2 separate regions of the Arabidopsis thaliana genome follow, and region 2 is linked to region 1. The links are chromatin contacts, called in public capture Hi-C maps. All regions are on one chromosome and are shown on one strand. The core of a region is the stretch at or near the end of the contact, and the rest is flanking DNA. Distances in the headings are between cores, read along the strand shown.

Region 1 (2,700 bases), core at 26-2,525:
AATCTGCTTCTCAGAAAACTCTGGTTAACTTGAGTGATACGTTTCTTTCTTTAAACGTTAACGTAATTTGCAAGGCAGTATTTGGTGTGAATTTCCAAGGAACTGTGCTTAACAATGATAAGTTCCAAGATTTAGTCCACGAGGCACTTGAGATGTTGGGGAGCTTCTCTGCTTCGGATTTCTTCCCGTATGTCGGTTGGATTGTCGATTGGTTCACGGGTTTACACGCTCGGAGGGAGAGAAGCGTACGAGATCTTGATGCTTTCTATGAACAAATGATTGATTTACATCTACAGAAAAACAGAGAAGAAAGTGAAGATGATTTTGTGGACTTGCTCTTGAGGTTGGAAAAGGAAGAAGCTGTTCTTGGATATGGCAAACTCACAAGAAACCACATCAAAGCAATCTTGATGGTAAGACATATCTCATTAAAACCTTTAAGATTAGTATATTGTAAAACATATTATCTATCTTTTGTATGTAGAACATTCTTTTGGGGGGAATCAATACTTCTGCAATAACCATGACATGGGCAATGGCGGAACTCATAAGAAACCCACGAGTGATGAAGAAAGTTCAATCCGAAATCAGAGCCCAAATAGGGAAAAACAACAAAACAAGAATCATAAGTTTAGATGAGATAAATCATCTCAGTTACCTAAATATGGTTATCAAAGAAACATGCCGGTTACATCCAGTAGCACCTCTTCTAGTCCCAAGAGAAGTGATATCTGAATTCAAGATCAACGGCTACACGATTCAACCGAAGACAAGGCTTCATGTCAACGTATGGGCTATCGGACGTGATCCCGAGATATGGAAAGATCCAGAAGAGTTTCTCCCAGAGAGGTTTATGGACTGTGACATTGATGTTAAAGGACAAGACTATGAGTTGTTACCATTTGGAAGTGGTCGAAGAATTTGTCCAGCAGTGTACATGGGGATAACAACAGTTGAGTTTGGTCTTGCTAATCTCTTGTATCACTTTGATTGGAAGTTACCAGAAGGTGTTGCCGTTGAAGATATTTACATGGATGAAGCTTCTGGACTCACTTCTCATAAGAAACATGACCTTTTACTTGTTCCTGTGAAATCTTTAGTGTAACACTTGTGTAAGTAAACATGACCTTTTACTTCTCATAAGTAATGTAATGGTTAAACCAAATAAACCGGTTCAATCAGAATCAAACCGGTTCACTGTTGTAAACCGACTCTTCTATATTCGTTTAGTTTCCTTAGCAAGAGAAAGGAGACGCCTTTTTTGCGAAATCTCCATGAAGCTTTATCCTCGAACTTCTTCAGGACTCTTTTCTCTCCAATCTCTTCTCAAAAGTGGCTTCTCTCCAACGTTAAACTCTATCGACAGATTTCTTCGATATCTCTACCGTCTTCAGAAGTTTAATTGCATTCTTCAATTCTACTCTCAGCTAGATTCGAAGCAAATCAACATCAATCACCGGATTTACTCAATCGTTTCATGGGCATTTCTCAATTTGAATCGATACGAAGACGCAGAGAAGTTTATCAACATCCATATTTCAAAAGCTTCGATTTTTCCCAGGACCCATATGTTAGATTCTCTAATTCATGGATTTAGCATCACACGTGATGATCCAAGTAAGGGTCTTCTGATTCTCCGAGATTGTTTACGGAATCACGGTGCGTTTCCTTCTTCCTTAACGTTCTGTTCACTGATTTATCGGTTCGTTGAGAAAGGAGAGATGGATAATGCTATTGAGGTTTTAGAGATGATGACGAACAAGAATGTAAATTACCCATTTGATAATTTCGTATGTAGTGCTGTGATTTCTGGGTTTTGTAAGATTGGTAAACCGGAACTTGCGTTAGGGTTTTTCGAAAGTGCTGTCGATTCAGGTGTTCTAGTGCCGAACCTTGTAACTTATACTACGCTTGTGAGTGCTCTTTGTCAGTTAGGTAAGGTTGATGAAGTTAGGGATTTAGTTAGGAGATTGGAAGATGAAGGATTTGAGTTTGACTGTGTGTTCTATAGTAATTGGATTCATGGGTACTTTAAGGGAGGTGCATTGGTGGATGCACTTATGCAGGACAGGGAAATGGTGGAGAAGGGAATGAATCGAGACGTTGTTAGCTATTCGATACTAATAGATGGGTTGTCGAAGGAGGGGAATGTTGAAGAAGCGTTGGGGTTATTAGGGAAGATGATAAAGGAAGGAGTAGAGCCGAATTTGATTACTTATACAGCTATTATTAGGGGACTCTGCAAAATGGGTAAACTTGAAGAGGCATTTGTGTTGTTCAATAGAATTCTAAGTGTTGGAATCGAAGTGGATGAGTTTCTGTATGTGACTTTGATAGATGGAATTTGTAGGAAAGGGAATTTGAATCGAGCTTTCTCTATGTTGGGGGATATGGAGCAGAGAGGGATACAACCAAGCATTCTTACGTATAACACTGTGATTAATGGACTTTGCATGGCAGGGAGAGTGTCGGAGGCAGATGAAGTTTCAAAAGGAGTTGTGGGAGATGTCATTACTTATAGTACTTTATTGGATAGTTATATAAAGGTGCAGAATATTGATGCTGTATTAGAGATTAGGCGTAGATTTTTAGAAGCTAAAATCCCTATGGACTTGGTTATGTGCAACATTCTCCTGAAAGCATTTCTATTGATGGGTGCATATGGAGAAGCTGATGCACTTTACAGGGCAATGCCAGAAA
Region 2 (2,700 bases), core at 8-2,507, 43 kb before region 1:
TTGGCCGTGCATGTAGAGACTGAAAAAAAAAACAAATACACCAAACAAGCATAATTATAACCTAACCAGATTTTCATTCTGTTCAAGAATAACAACTATTTGAACTGATCAGCTCCTCCTGTAAGATCAAAGCTTATTAATAAAGGAAGCTACTAGCACTTCTCTCATGGAAAACTAACACACAACTAAACGCATTGGACTTAGCCTTTTCACTGGTTCACTGCACATCAACATTGTAAAGAATTTATTGTGTTCGCTACGACCCCGAGAAACTACACAGGGATAGCTCGCTTTATCTCGGCATCTATATACACTTTCAAGTTTCCTTAACATGCGGAGCAGCTGAAACAGCTCAAAAACAGCCATGAGAGCTCGATTAATATGAAAACTACAATCACTGAATAAACATCTGAAGGCAGAGAATACTTAGGCACACACAGAGACTCCACTGAGTCTTCTCTGCCATTTGGCAGAGACTCTAATGATTATCTAACAATAGACATATCTTTGTTTTCTCTCCACCAAAGTATCCATCCATACTAAATCTAGTGATCAATAGAGTGTCCTTCAGATTACCATCATCACAAACATTCCTCACCTATCCTCAAACTAAACGGACCTTAATCAAACTCCACCAAGTAGCCAAAATTTGGTAAAGTGAGCCAATAACCAAAAATAGAAATTCCTCGCATCAATTAGAACACTAATCACAAAGATAACAAAAAAACAACTAACCAATTTCCTCCGAGAACTTCCTCAGCACGATACCCTGTAACCATTTCGAAGACGGTGTTGACATATATAATAGGTTGGTCCGGCTCAACGGCATCAGTAACAACGAATCCACAAGGCGCCGTGTGAAGCAAATTCCCAACGGGATATGGAATTGGTCCACCTCCGGGAAAAAGACCTCCCTCTTCATCATCCGCCAGTGACGAAGCATCATCGGCGCTTAGATCGGAACCACTGTCCCACTCCATGAAAATTCAAATAGTTACCAGACTGATTTCAGTCGCCGGAGATTATGAAGACGGCGATTGAAAAACAATCCGGCGTGAGATAATCGGAAAATTTTGGGAAAAGGAGATTTTCGGGGGTTGAGAGAGAGAGAGAGAGAAGATGGTGGACAAAGAAACGAGTGGTAACCGTCGAGTTTGGTGGAAAAATCTCGGCCGTATGAGTTCATTCGAACGGGTCGGATTTTATCCGGGTCCGGATTTCTCTGTCGGGTCAAGTAGATAAAACCATAAAACTCCCCTTGATTTTTGGGAAAAATGTCATTAAAATCTCCAACTTATTGAAAAAGTTGATTTAAATTATCAACTTCCAACTAAACGAAATAAATATCAAATTTTTGTTGACTTTCCAAATAAATACCAAACTTTCGTATATATGGTCATATTAGGTATAATATTAAGTAGATTAACATATTGCGTTCACGGAGTTAATTTTCTGTTAACAGATCCGTTAATTTAAAACGTTATTGTTTCCTATAACAAGAAAGCGACCTCGTTTTATTATAACGACCGAATTAAATTCCCAAATCCAATCTTAAATCTCCAAATCAAGCAAAATTCTAACCCTAAATCTTCATATGATTTGAAATTGGGATTTAATTGAGCATTTATGACATAACGACGTTGTTTTATTGTTATAGGGAATATTGTCGTTTTCAATTAACGAGTCTGTTAACAAAAAATGGACTCTAATAACAGGGTCTGTTAATGTCATACTTAATATGGCTACTCGAACAAAAGTTTGATATTTATTTGGAAAGTCAACCAAAATTTGGTATTTATTTGGAAAATCAACAAAAGTTTGATATTTATTTCGTTTCGTTGGAAGTTGAGGATTTAAATCAACTTTTTCAATAAGTTGGGGATTTTAATGACATTTTTCCCTTTGGTTTTTAGACTCTCTTTAGCTGAGCTGAAGCTTATTACTTTCCAAATTTGTGGGCTCATGTCTTACAATAAAGCCCATTACAATAAAGCCCATTATAGTCCAGTAAATGAGATTATGTGACTGAATAGTATGAGTTTCGTAATAAGAAGACGCCATAAAATGGAAAAATAGCAAGATCTATAATTATAGTTACGTAAATGAAAATTTGTTAAGGTTGTTGGTTGCTAAATCTTTTCTTGAACCGTCTCAATTATCAATTGCCTATCATTTAATCTCTTCTGTAATGTTCCTTTTATACGCAGAGGACCAAACTAGTTACATCAAATCAATAGATAGTTAGTTGAAACAAATAACTTCTCGTAACTACTGGTTAATCGAATCGGTTCGGTATATCATAGAATCATAGGTGCAAACAGACTTTTAAACCAACATCAAACAGCTGAATTGGAATTAAGATTTAACCCAACTTTAGTGTTTTATATCAACAATAATAAGAATAAGTTGTAAGTACTTATATATAAGTAGTTAAGTACTGTTTTATATCACCAATAATAAGACTGTTTTATAAGCCTAAGTTACCGATATGGGGCAACTATCTTATGAACTTTATTTGAAGGTTATTATCTCATGAAATGAATTGACATACTCAATTTAACAAAACAGGCTTACCTCGTGTTATTAATTATAAGTTTCGTATAAAAATAATAAAATTGATAGTAAAAGTTAAAACAAAATGGAGAAATTGTTTGTAATGATGCTAAATACAATTTTTTTGTATTATATTTCCCTTACAAA

Evidence for each region. Capture Hi-C pulls out chosen DNA fragments and counts their contacts.
Region 2: a contact with region 1 is called in a capture Hi-C map of seedling, with 1.7 times the contacts expected there. The contact joins the promoter of ZTL here to the promoter of AT5G57250 in region 1. A contact is called at or near these places in 3 of 26 Hi-C or Micro-C datasets (callus, leaf and rosette leaf), 1 of 2 datasets of contacts at active chromatin or transcription factors (shoot) and 1 of 3 other capture datasets (seedling).

What each region holds. Positions count from the first base shown.
Region 1 is chr5:23,197,099-23,199,798 of TAIR10.1, reverse strand. AT5G57250 (Pentatricopeptide repeat (PPR) superfamily protein) reads left to right here and starts at 1,275. Exons shown (of 2, transcript NM_001085290.2): 1 at 1,275-2,700. The coding sequence starts at 1,275. CYP71B10 (cytochrome P450, family 71, subfamily B, polypeptide 10) reads left to right here. Exons shown (of 2, transcript NM_125108.4): 1 at 1-413; 2 at 485-1,210. The coding sequence ends at 1,105.
Region 2 is chr5:23,239,877-23,242,576 of TAIR10.1, reverse strand. ZTL (Galactose oxidase/kelch repeat superfamily protein) reads right to left here and starts at 1,257. Exons shown (of 2, transcript NM_125119.4): 1 at 736-1,257. The coding sequence starts at 980.